2 separate regions of the Hordeum vulgare genome follow, and region 2 is linked to region 1. The links are chromatin contacts, called in public Hi-C maps. All regions are on one chromosome and are shown on one strand. The core of a region is the stretch at or near the end of the contact, and the rest is flanking DNA. Distances in the headings are between cores, read along the strand shown.

Region 1 (6,933 bases), core at 2,870-5,369:
GGTGAGATTTACGGTGTGTACACATGTATGTATCCGCTGCTGACATTAGGATAGATGCACAACACGGTCTTTGTGTTTGTCTTGAACTCTTATTAGTTTTCTATACACATATGAAATCTTATTACTTAGATTCACGGTCTTTGTGTTTGTCTTGAACACTTATTAGTTTTCTATACATATGATGCACAGTGCCGTTAAAATTGTGTTGGAACCTTAATGTCATTTGTGCATGCATCAAATGCCATAACTGTTTGTGAGGGAAGTATTGTCCACACCGTTCAGACCCTGCAATGTATGTATTAGTCTATGTTTGTTTGGGTTTCATTCTTTTTGAATATATAAATCATATCTGGTTAGTTATTCTTTTCGTGCTCTACATGATTTATATGCAGTATTCTACCTTGCAGGGCAGTAAAGATGCAACAAAGAAAGTTGGAGGATGGAAACCTTTGGCCTCTCATATTAGAGTTGGTAAAAATAAAAAATCTCTCAAATCAGGTTCCGAAGAGGACAATAGAACTGGAATCAAGTCTGGTGATCCAGAGCATGGTGCTCCTTCTAATGAAGCAAAGGCTAGCCTCTTGAACCGCTTCTTGGAGTCCAAAGAATACCTGACAAGAAAGGAGAATCTAGTGAAGAAGACTGGAAGCAAGAAAGTGTTCACTCTGAAGGGGAAAAAGAAAATATTCAAGGCCAAACAACCTAGGAAAAAGAGAAGATTGCAAGCATTATGGTTCTATCTAGTGGCTGCTTTTGACCAGTAAGAAGCACTAGACTTCTCTTACGACGTTTATTATACTTTTTGAAGGAAACACAGAAATCGTGATTTTGTGTTTTCATTTGTTTCAGGAAGGGACAACCTCCTTTACCACAGCTACCTACAAAATTTTTGAGGATCAAGTGAGTTATCCAGGCTACTGTTTCATGTACAAACACAATATCTTTAAGTTTGCGCTAACTTGCGCCTTTATCACATTGACCTAGGGATGTCGAATTGCCTGCTTCCTTCATACAAAAGTACCTTGTGCAGAAACTCAATCTTTCAAGTGAAGCTGAGGTATGTTTTTCCTTCTCACAGTGTCAGTGATAAGCTAGACCTGAGGGAAAACTCAAATTATTGTTCCGAGCTTGCAGTCCGAATTTGTGTCGGACATCCTTTTGCCGTACTCTTCACGGCGTAATCATTCATATGCAGCAACAGAGTGAATGCCACTGCTTAGCATGTATAGAATGAGAGAAGCATTGTCTCGGTTCATCACAACCTAGCAAGTGATAGCTTTCAACATTTCTCATATGTATCGACCTATGGTGTGCTTGCAGGTGGAGTTGATGTGCGTTGGCAAGAAAGTGGACCCAGCAATCACCCTACATGACATAATGGAATGCTATCTCGACAAAGGACCGAACGGTTGGGTGCGGTCATCCGTGGGCTCCCCTGCCACCGGGTTCATCACGACGGTGTTCTACAGCAGGCCGGAGCTGCCCACACCAACCACCACCACCACCACTACCACCACCACCACCACCTGACTGATCCAGAGCGCCGCCTCATGTCTGAACAAGTCCCGCCTCATTCCAGTCGTCTATTTCAGAGCCCTCTGGTCGGTGCTAGCATTGATGCCAACCTTGCGAGGCTCGGCTCACCTTGCAACATGTAGATAGATGTTCGATTTACTTGTGTTGTTCGTTACCAATTTTTTCTTCACCTGATGGAGTAGTTGTACCTATGCGCTTTGTAATCCTGTGTTGAGTGCTGCTGTAAACAGTACCTGAAGCCTTGAGGGTATATGCCTTTGTAATGTTGTGGTGCTATTTTATTTGTAAGCTATGTCACAAGTTGGCGTTCACAAACAGCTCACCCAACTGGAAATTGGTCATCTGTGGGGTAGTTGATTGATGGATACCATCTTGCAAGTGGTTTCTTTGCCTTTGTAGCTCCAATCGGCCAAATTGGTTGGCTGATCTTTTCTTTAATACACAACCTTGCATTTAACTACTAGAGACATTACATCATGCACAGGGGAAAACTATTATATAAGAAACTGGGCTGGTTCATCCTCTTGCTGCCCATTGCTGTAGGGGATGAGGAGCAGCATTACATGTTCTGGGACAGTACATGAGTTTGAAATTCAGAAAATGAAGTCTAGCAAAAGTCTTCTTGTCGTAAAGAATCACACACTGGGGCAACAAATTAGTGCTTTCAGCTTCCATCCCTTGCTTCAACTCCATTGCATTACTTTCCTGGAGCACCTGTCCTGAATGATCGCGCCCCGACCTGGTTACCGGCATCTGCATAGGAAGCACCATCAACAGTTTCAGGTGCTCCTTCTACTGAATGTTTTGCCCTTCCCCCCATAAGTAATTTGAACTTGAAAAACAGATGCCCAGTCTTCGAAATCCCTGTTGCACAGGAAGCATGCTTGGTTGATATCCATCCCCTTTCGACCGAGGTTGGTCTTACCGGCCAGTGTGTTATGTGCCAACCTCCAAGCAAAGTGCTTCATCTTGCTTGGCACAGTAAACCTCCAGATACATGGCCAAGGCGGAGGCTTTTCAGCAACACTAGAGCTAGAGGAGGGGCACCCAGTATTACCATCAAGATATATATATCAATATAGAGCCTGTAAGCAGATTTCACTGAGAATATATAGCACCTTTCTGTCATAGTGCCACACAAGCGAGTCTGCAAAATTCCCGCTCGAAGGAATTGATTTTATAACTTAGAAACATTTCTTTTACTCAGTAAAGGATACATATTTTCATTTCAGCCCACGACGCATACACAATCAAGATGTCTCTAGTTCAGAATCAGATCACCTGAATGACAGTATATATAACCTTATCACTCTACATACAGTACATGATAAATCCTCCACCCTGGCTTCCGGACTGAATTCCGGAATCAGTTCATCGCAAAGAGAAAAAGGAATCAAATGCCAGGAGAGCAATCATCCTCCTATACCAATCTGTACACCCAACTTCTTCTGTCCAGGCATGCAGCTCCAGGTAGCTAGAGCTTATCGGCGATCCTGCCAAGGGCATCGGCGAGCCTGCCGAGCACCACGGCGAGGCTGTTGGCCTGCTCCCTCCTCTGCTCCCGGTCGCGCTCCGAGTTCACGTTCTGCACCTCCAGCTGCGCCGCTAGGGCCTGGCTGTTCCGCTCCAGGATCTCCAGCAGCTTGTCTGCCATGCCTTCTGCTCTGGGCTCACTGCCGTCGCCGGTTCGCTGTCTCTTCTGCCCGCTCTGCTGCTGCAATGTCGGTGAGCCTGCTGTCTTGTTGCTACCTTGCTGCCCTTTTGGCCTGTCTGTCGTTGTGCCTTGCTGCGCGCTCTGTTGTTGCCTTGATGCTTCCGAATTCTCGGAAATCGGCAAGGCGATGACAGCCGGTGGTGGTGCCGGCGTCGCCTCTGGCGTCTCAGCATCTTCCTCCTCTTCGTCCTCCGAGAAGAGGGCCTCCTCCCCGGCAGGCCGGCCACTGTCAAACACGGTCTCCCGCACTGCCACTGCCACTGCCACTGCCACTGCCACCTCCTTTCCCTTCCCTCTCCCCTCCTCCTCCTCCCCCGTCTCCTCCCCATCATCATCCTCCTCCATGCGCCCAACCCCTACTTCCTCCACAGCGTCACCACCGGAGCTGCCGCCGACAACGACCCCCCGCCCTCGACCTTCGAGTATGCCGTACACCTCGCGGTCGAAGAACCCGGGGAGCCGGCGCTCCCGCCTCGCGTCGTTGCGCATGGCCCAGAACGAGGGCTCCCGCGCGCCTGCTGCCGCCCGCTCCCACTCCTTTATCTTCTTCCAGTCCCCGGCCAGGTTGCTCCACCGCTTCCGGCACTGCACGGCCCCCCTCTCCACGCCATGCCGCCGGCAGTACTCCGCCACCGCGGCCCACTTGGGCTCCAGAGCCGTTGCCGCCGGCTCCCCTGTCGCCCCGGCCGCCGCCGCCGCCGCCAGGCGCCCCCTCCCGCCGCGCACGCCACCGCGGACTTCAACCATGCGCTTGCCCTCGATGAGCACCAGTATCTCCTGCCGCGTCCAACGGGGCAGCCTGGCGGCGCGCACCGACGGGTTGGGCGCCGCCGCGGCCGCCGCGCCGGCGGGGTCGCCGGCGTTGGACATGAGGGGAAGGGGAACGGAGTGGGGAACGCGTGATTTGGTGGGCGGAAGTTTTTTTTAGGGATTGTGGGCGGAAGTCCATGTGACGGCGTGCGAAGCGGGTGGTTTTTTTTTTTTCTTTCAGCGAATAAAGCGGGTGTTTTTTATTTTTTCGAGGCAAATGAACCGGGCGGTATAAGAGCAAACCTGGCCATGTGGGCCGGCCTGGCTGTGAAAGGACTGGAATGGCAGGGCCCGTGTCGTCCCTTTTATAAAAGGCGGACCCGGCATGCCGGCCCAAAGGCCTGGCCACAGGGATCGACCCGGCCCGGCTGCGCGGCCAGCCTTCATATTTTTTTTAGAAAGGTTCAAAAATGCAAAAAATAATAAAAACTACAGGGTGACCTAAAAAATTTAAAAAATATAGAAAAAAGTTTCAAAAGGCTAAGAAATACAAAAAAACATATAGAAAAGAGACTAGTTACAAGCAAGACAAAGCACATGCTCTGTCGGGTCATACTGACCCATAATTAAAAGGGCTATGCTGTGCCGACCTTAAGGCATGGCTTTCAGATCGGCCTTGTTCCATGGCGGGTCGAAGGCCGGCCCGACCCTTTTAATCGCATGTCGGGTCAAGCATGTGATGGGACGAAATTCCGTGCCCACATGCCAACCCATGCAGCACGACCGCATGACTAGGTTTGTGTAAGAGCATCTCCAGTACTCCCTATTCATAGTAGATGATTTGCTAAAGCATATCTAGATCTAAATTAAAAATATCTGTGTCACATTTATCTCTCACGACATGATCAAATTTGCTACAAGATTCGTGCCAACTATCACTAGCCCATGTGCATCTCGCCCGCCTCTATTTAGCGTAATGTGAGCGGGACAACCCATGTATGACTCTTGTGACCCATTTTGCATTGCTTCTAGAAGCTTTCGACCATTTTTTTGATTTTCTTTCTTTCCTGATTTTTTGTCAGCTTTTTCAGATTTCCATTCGTGCTTTTTATTTTATTTTCTACTTATTCATCTTCAATTCATGATTTTTTTATCGATGATAGTTGCATGTCTACCATCAAACATACAGTTACAAGTGTCACCCTTGTTCTGTAACTGCATGCGTTCAACACTAGTGCAACTTGGGGACGGAGGTATATTGCAACTGCATGTATTGAACACCACTAAAACTTTATGATAGGGTGAACAATGTTTTGTCGAGAGGACAGTTGCATGTCTCCTACTAGACATGCAACTGCAAGCGTCACCGATGACTGCAACTACATGTCTTCAACATAATTGCAACACTATCGTAGGGACGAAAGTGTTTGTTGGGTGTCAGTTGCATGCCCACTGCCCAACACTCAAATACAAGTATCACCCTTGCCACATAGTTGTATCTCTCTAATGTGACCACACCTTAGGGTGCATAAGTGTTTAATGAGAGGATAATTGTATGTCTCCTACTAGACACACAACCATAAGGGTCGTCTCCGACTGCAACTACATCAAAACAACCACAAATTTGTGTGGGAGGGACGAAAGTGTTTGTCGGAGGTTAGTTGCATGTCCACTATACATGCCGCTCCCACCCCGCAACTGCATGTCTTCAATGCGACTTCAACTTGGAGGCGGAAGTGTTTGCCGGGAGAGCAGTTGCATGTCTTCGATTAGACATGCAACTATAAATGTTACTTGAAAGCGCATTTGGCACTTCATTGTATTTTGGTGTGATGACAATGTGGTTGGTGAAACTACTATCAATTGGTATGGTTTATCTCAAGAAATTGGTTCCACAAAGGTTATGTTGGAGTTATCTGACCCCCAATTCAAAAAGGTTAAGGCATGCTTTATCAGCGACTCGAACATTTTCATTTTGGTTCGATTTGAGTCATAGAAAAAATCGCATTATCAAGAGGCGTAGTCGTGGATGAGTGTCGTCTGGGACTGCTTCCAAAACATATACACCAACCCTCCTACACCTGCCATTTATATTCTTTGTGTGGCGTGCTTTGCCGATGTGTCCAGTGAGCATGAACAGAAACTCTGTGGACACCCCATGTGCATGGGTGTCTTGGACCCCGTCAAAAAGTTTCCGGACACCTCGTGCGCATGGGATCTTTTGACCCCCATGCGCACGGGGTGCCACAGAACTCTCTGGACACCCTATGCGCATGGGGTCCCGAACCCTTGTGCACAAGGGGTGGTGGTAAAGTCTCTAGACACCCCTTGTGCATGAGGCTGACTTAGCCCATGCGCACGGGGCCCAACGGGTAGAAAACCCCCACCAACCAATAACACTATATATAGCCCCTTCTTCCAACTCTAACCCCTAAGTCTAATGTCTTATTGAGATCCACCATTGCTACACCTCATTTTCCTCAATACTCTCAAACCCTCCACCCGAACTTGTTGAAACTTTGCGGATCCGGAGAGCAAGACCAAATCTACACTTTGACCCAACCAAATTCGTGTTCCCCACAATATTTGTCCACCATTGACTTGTTACTCTTGGAGCTTGGGCTCCTAGGTGATCAGAGGTTCCTATGGAATCTTCCTTGCTTGGTGTGCTCCGGAGACATTTGTAAATGTGTGGTGGTCGCCTTCAAGATCAACCCCCGAGTGGTTCGAGGCTCATCCGTTGGGGGTGACTCGAAGGAGAATACAATGAGCCTCCCGTGCCATCCCACAAGCTTTGGCTCTGGCACTGTTCCAAGGAAGATTAGCTCTTCCCTAATGAATAGTGAACTTCGGGATAAAATATGCGTCCTTGTATCACTTGTGGTTAATCCTTTCCCGCTCTTTGCTTTGCTTTACTTTGTATGCTTGTGGGC
Region 2 (6,475 bases), core at 1,174-3,673, 140 kb after region 1:
CAGGTAACCAAGTACCCCTTGTCAATATCCCCATCTGTGAACATACTACCAAGCATTCTACTGCATAGAGTGGGTAGTACACAGCAATACATCCACTGGTGCTTTGGCAATTACACTTGGCTAAAATGAAGCATAGTTGACAGTAGATTCTGTTCTCATTAATGCTACTAGAGTAGATTGAGCTATTTTATCGGAATCAGCTCATAGTTGTGTGCACGTGCAAGCACAATTGCCTCGTTTGCCGTCTGGCTTAACCTCCAGGGCAGGCACAGGCAGATCATCAGAATCCAATGCACGATGCCATGAATCAGATCTGCTGCTATCTTTCTGAAGATCTATGATCTGATCCCACGACATGACATGAATGCAGGGCCTACTTGATGGCCACCGTTTTGCTGGCAACATCCAGAGCAAGCACAGGCAGATTGGGAATGCCGTGCCACCTCCCCTTGCCTCCGCGCTAGGGAGGAAGCTCAAGCAAGCCATCGATGCCAAGCCTACAGTGGCTTAAGTTAGCTGAAGACATGGTCCAAGTGGGACTTAATTTATCATTGGGCCCTATATATATTCTGGGAACAGTTGACTCTGAAGTTATTACAGGCTGGTCACATTTGTGCATCTGTTGTAAGGAGGATTAAAAACATCAGGATGTTGGTGGAGGGAACATGCTCTTAGCATTGGGGGCATAATCTTTAGTGAACACAGGGAACATACTCTTGGAATTGGGGGCATAATCTTTTAGTAAACAGCAACCGTAATGCAATGCCAAGAGGGTTATATGATTACATAGATGAATGCAGTTTTCTGTTCTTTACAAGTGAGAATTATACCACCATCAAGATCAATTGTCATTTTCCAAAGTTGCGAAGAAAAAATAAAGCAACAATCTACCTTTTGTACTGGTCACATGAAACCAACTCTTGGGCTCACTCTGTCACTTGATCTCTTTCATGTGTCAGATTTCCTAAGAATCTCCTGTGCTGACCTGTTACTCTGTTAGTATATTCATACATTGGAGTTTAAAGTGAGGATTACCATCATCGAAAACAATTGTTGTTCTCCAAAGTTGTGAGGAAAAGAAAACAGAGAAGCATGTATCAGCTCTGGAGCTCACCTATCAGTTGATATGAACCCAACTCTGGAGCTCAGCTATCAGTTGATATCTTTCATGTATCAGCTTTTCCAAGAAACAAATCTTCTGTGTTGGCCCTGTCACTCTGTTAATTGACTCAACGATATGTGCATAAGAACATAGTAAGATACACTGAATTTCACAATCTTTAGTACCACAACAACTAGTCAGTAGGAGGGATGATTTACACCTTGGAGCAACATCTTACAAAAAAATCCCCTTTGAAAACAGCTTCAGATCATCACAATCGGCTTAAGAATTTCACCTGAACACCAAGCGGACTACAAAGAAACCAAAACTCCCCACAAAAGGGAAAGCAAACAAGATCCTATACACCGCATACAGACTACAAAAGACTGAATTTCCGTAGCATTACATCCTGGAAGAAGAGAGGATGAGAAGAAACGCCCTTTGACCGAATGGCTCACTCATCTCGGGAGCGTGCTGTAGCCGTAGGTGCTCCCCGTGAAGGACGAGACGGCGGCGTCGGCGTCGAAGGCGTCCCTCTCGTCGAGGTAGACGTTCATGCGGAACGCGGCGTGCACGCCGATGAGGGCGGAGGCGATGACGAGGGAGACGAGCAGGTTGAGGCCCGCGCGGGTGAGCGCGACGGCGAGCACGGTGGCGGCGGAGAGGGCGGCCAGCACGACGCGGTCGTCGACGTCGCGGCCGAGGCAGGCGAGCGGGCCCGCGTCCCCGCCGCGGCCGAAGTAGAACGCGAGCCAGGCGACGAAGAGGCCGAGGAAGGCGAGCATGGAGCGCGGGCGGTAGACGAGGCCGAGGAAGACGAGCAGGAGCGCCGCGAGCGCGTAGTTGGCGCGGAAGTATGCGAGGTTGCGGCGCGCCCGGGCGCGCGCCTCGCCGCAGGTCTCCGGGCGGGAGAAGGCCGTGTGGTCCAGCACCTCCCTCCACGCCCGCGGCCGGCCCACGGCCGCGGCCGCCGCGGCGCTCGCCCCCGCGCGCGAGAAGAAGGCCACCCCCGCCTCCGCCGCCGTCGCTGCCGGCGGGGAGGATGCGGACGAGGAGGAGGGCGCCTCGCCGTCGCCGTTCGCGTCGGGCCGCGGCGGCGGCGGGGGCGGGGCCGGGGCCGGGACGGCGCCGTAGCGCGACCAGGAGGCCGTTGAGGAGGACATGGCGGGGGGGAGCGAGGGACGAACCCTAGGTGGTGGAGGGGAGGGGGAGGGGGAGGGGGGCTGGATCGGGGGATCGTGCCGTGATTGATTGAACTGCTTCGGTCGAGCGATCGATCGGGTTTTGTCGAGTGGATCTCGCTGGCTGGATGGATGGATGGGGGGAGGACCGGAGGAGGAAGGGGGGGGGGGGGGGGGGGGGAAGAGAAAAGGTTTGCTTTCGGGGATTTTTATGAGCCCAATTGGCCAATTCGCGGGCTAATTTAATGGTGGTATTGAAGCGACTAGGAGTAGTTGGGACGTCGGCAGATCCGATCGAGCGGCTCAGAATGGCTCCTCTTCGGACACACACGCACGCACACAAACGCGCGTCCATGTCACGGTTCATATGCAACAAACCAGAGTGTCCAAATCGCACTTAAGCGGGCGTTAGTTTGCGGCGTGTCAACGTGGAACGTGTACAGTGTGCTCACAACCTTCTTTTTCTTTGTGTGTGTGCGGGGTAAAGTGAGATTTATACTTCCTCCGTCTCAAAATAAGTGACTTAAAAGTGACTCAACTTTGCACTAACTTTAGTGCAAAGTTGAGTCACTTTTAAGTCACTTATTTTGGAAGTAAGGGAGTATTACTCAAAGAGGCAAATCAGTGAGAACCAAGTTTACAATGTCATTTTTAAGAGCCGCTCGCCCTTGTCGACAAATGAGTCGTCTCGCTAGCACACCAGCTTACATGAATGAATGAAAACGAAGAGTTGATACCAGTAACAACAAGACTTGTGAAAAGAGTGATCTCGAGCATCCACCTTATTAATCAACAAGAGATAATCAAACTGAAGGGTGGCATTGTGAAAATCTCCATAATAAATAGGCAGTGGTTCTATAAATTCAGGTGTAATGTTGCCATAAAAGCATTAGCGGCAACCTACATGACATCTGCAAATATGGTCATGCACCACCGAGTGGCGGAGGCAGCAATAATTTTTAGGTGTGGTGAATTTTTTGAAGAACAAAACGACGTATACTATAATGATGCAAGAGCTATATTACTTCATATTCATTAAATACAATCAAAATCCATAAGTAAGTACTGGCAACGAAATATCCCACTATACGTCATCCTTGATCTGCTCATACCCCCGCGTTTGCCGAGTCGTCATCGCTGGTAGCCGCCTTCGACTCGGCTAGTCGAAGGCCGCCGCTGCTGGGTGCTACCACCCTGTCGTTCCTTACTGCCTTTCGCTGCCGTCACCACTATGTACGATCAAGATCTTACGAACAGTCGCAAGGTTCGGGTGTACCGCTAATTTTATTGTCATGGACTAGTATCGTACGTGGATTACTAACCACGCCCAATAGCAAACAGCCAATCAGGCCCAACGGGAGGCACAATTCAGCTTCAGACTTAAATTTGCATGTACGTTTGTCTAAAAAAAAGGACACGTACGTATATTTGCAGCGAGCGACAACATTTAGGTATGGCGCCTGCCAAGCCTCGCCATATAGCTCGCTTCGCCACTGGCACCACCACACCCGCTATTGAGCTCCATGAAGATGTGAAGATTTATGCATCCACTTTGAAATGAAACTAAGTAAACAAATTGGTGGTGGAGTCCATTTCTCACATGCCTTGAATTTGCATGTCTTGTTGAATCATTGTTCTTTAAACAATGCAAAACCAAGCAAACGGTCGCAGCAGTTGTGGGCGTCTGTTCCAGCATCGATCTATCTCAGTACCGACATTTTTGCGTCTGTTGGGACAACTGACTGCAATTTCTCAACCCGATCATAGCAGTTGTGGGTGTCGGTTCCAGCATCGGTCTACGTCTCTACCAACATTTTCACGCCCGCGCGCACACTGTGGCCGGTTGTAGCAAAGCCAATCGTCGATCATAGCTATCTATGGTGTTGGTTGCAGCTTACCCATACCATCGTGAGCATCCCGTGGTGCAGGTTGCGGTTCGTCGTCATGCCCATACAAGCATTTGACGATGTCCGATGTAGCTTTTCAACGCACTGGTTGCAGCTCCCCGTCGAGCCATCACAACAACCCGTGATGACAGTTCCAGCTCAGTGTGGCCATCGTTGCATCTCATTGTGGTGACATCACAAACTCGTCACGGGCATGGTTCTAGCGAGCCATGGTCATCGTTGCATCGCGCAACCCTCAATGACCATCGCAATTGGTCGCGGTCTCGGTCATAGCTCGTCGACCTCATGATTCCAACAACCCCATCACCTCGTAGCACCGACAGGGGGTTCCAGCACACAGTTTAGTTGTTGTTTGTCCCAACAACCATGGTTGTCAGTTCCGGCAACCGTGGTCGAAGATCCTAGCATTCGTAGCCGCCGGTCCCAGCAATCACGGCCACACGGCTTGTGCCATCATGTACGCACACCCATAGTAGTTTTTGGCGTCTCCAGTTGAAGCATGAGCATCTGTTGGGCACAATATCGCCCTTCCCCTCTCGATCACCGCCATAGCATGGCCCGCATCACTTGGCCTAGCAGCTCACTGTTGGGGAACGTTGCATGGGAAATAAAAAAATTCTACGCACACGAAGACCTATCATGGTGATGTCCATCTACGAGAGGAGATTTGGATCTACGTATCCTTGTAGATCACACAGCAAGAAGCATTAAGAAACATGGTTGATGTAGTGGAACGTCCTCACGTCCCTCGATCCGCTCCGCGAACCGTCCCACGAACCGTCCCACGATCCGTTCCGATCTAGTGCCGAACGGACGGCACCTCCGCGTTCAGCACACGCACAGCTCGACGATGATCTCGGCCTTCTTGATCCAGCAAGCAAGACGGAGAAGTAGATGAGTTTTCCGCCAACGTGACGGCGCTCCGGTGGTGGTGACGATCTACTCCTGCAGGGCTCCGCCCGAACTCCGCAGAAATACGATCTAGAGGAAGAACTATGGTGTCTAGATCTGAGTTGCACGTTGTAAAAGTTGTCTCAAATCAGCCCTAAATCACCACTATATATAGGAGGGAGGTGTGACAGCCCGATGCCGACGTTCTAGAAGCTTCCCCTTTTCTTTCCGTTTTCGTCGTGTGGGTATTTTCAGTCGTCGCATCATCATCGCATCATGCGCATCATCTGCATTGCATCGGCGTCTCCGTTGCCGCCCATTTTCAAAACTTGCATCCGTTAGTTGTTGCCGGTTCTCGTGGTTGCCCGTTCTGAGTTCGACCGCACACGCACGCGCCCGCGGCACCGTCGAAACCCTGTTTTTAAAGTGCGTTTAAAACTTTCTCTGATCGGGTTGAGATTTGACGTGCGGTCGTGTTTAGTTATAGCGAGGCCGCCTGTCGAATTTCGTCGCGATCGGAGACCGTCTGGTACCCGAACGATCGCCCGTAGCGGCACCGGATTCGGTCAACCGTCGGACGTCTGTCGGTGTTTTAAAATTCGTGCCGCGCCGCCCGTTCTCCCTCTCGTCTCCGGTTATTTCCTCTACACGGCCGCGTACCCTTACCCGCGTTCGGAATCGTCCGAATCCGACCCCGCGGTTGGATCCGGAGCGCGATTCCGGTTAACCGAGCCCCCTTTTTCTCTATAAATACCCCTCCCAAGCCATTATTTAGACAGCCCCCTCTCATCTCTCCTCGGAATCCGCGCCCCACCTAGACCTAACCCTAGCCACGCCGCCCCACTCTCTCTCCTCTGCCAGCGCCGCCGGGCCCGCGAAGCCCATCGCAGGCCCGCCCGAGCCCGAATCGCGCCGCCGCCGTGCAAGCCCAGCGGCACCCCGTCGGCGCCGTGCATCCCCTGGCCGAGGTGCTCCTCCCGAGCCCCGACCCCGCTACCTCCATCGCCGGCACCTTCCCCGCCGGACGCCGGAGCTCCGACCACTGGGTGGACGCCGCTGACTGCTGCCCTTCGCCGGCCGGAACCACCAGAGCCTCGGTCGACCCCCCCTGCCTCGCCGTGCAGCCCGAGCAAGCTCGTCGTGCGCCGCCGCCGCATCCCCGTCGTCCGGCCGCCGCCTTGCGCCGCCGCCGCCAGGATCAGTCTCGCCACGACCGGATCCGGCGGATCCCGCGGTCTCCCCGCCGCCTGCGCCCCTGTGCCAGGCCGACGAGCCGCCGCGGGCAGCTCCGGCCGCCGATTGCCCGTGCGCGTGCGGGAGGCAACCGCCTCGCCCCTCCCACGCCTGCCCGGCTCCTCGCCCGAGGCCCTGCAGCGCCTCCTCCAGGCCGGCTA

The links. A called contact is a pair of places that touch in the nucleus more often than the background predicts.
Region 2: a contact with region 1 is called in a Hi-C map of leaf, with 6 times the contacts expected there. The contact joins the promoter of LOC123452739 here to the promoter of LOC123452738 in region 1. A contact is called at or near these places in 2 of 6 Hi-C or Micro-C datasets (leaf and seedling).

The regions. Positions count from the first base shown.
Region 1 is chr5H:548,861,054-548,867,986 of MorexV3_pseudomolecules_assembly, forward strand. LOC123452738 (trihelix transcription factor ASR3-like) reads right to left here and starts at 4,120. Exons shown (of 1, transcript XM_045129449.1): 1 at 2,683-4,120. The coding sequence starts at 4,120. The coding sequence ends at 3,011. LOC123452737 (E3 ubiquitin protein ligase DRIP2-like) reads left to right here. Exons shown (of 7, transcript XM_045129446.1): 4 at 393-760; 5 at 850-900; 6 at 985-1,057; 7 at 1,321-1,934. The coding sequence ends at 1,530.
Region 2 is chr5H:549,000,703-549,007,177 of MorexV3_pseudomolecules_assembly, forward strand. LOC123452739 (PRA1 family protein E-like) reads right to left here and starts at 2,424. Exons shown (of 1, transcript XM_045129450.1): 1 at 1,261-2,424. The coding sequence starts at 2,265. The coding sequence ends at 1,561. It also overlaps the pseudogene LOC123397242.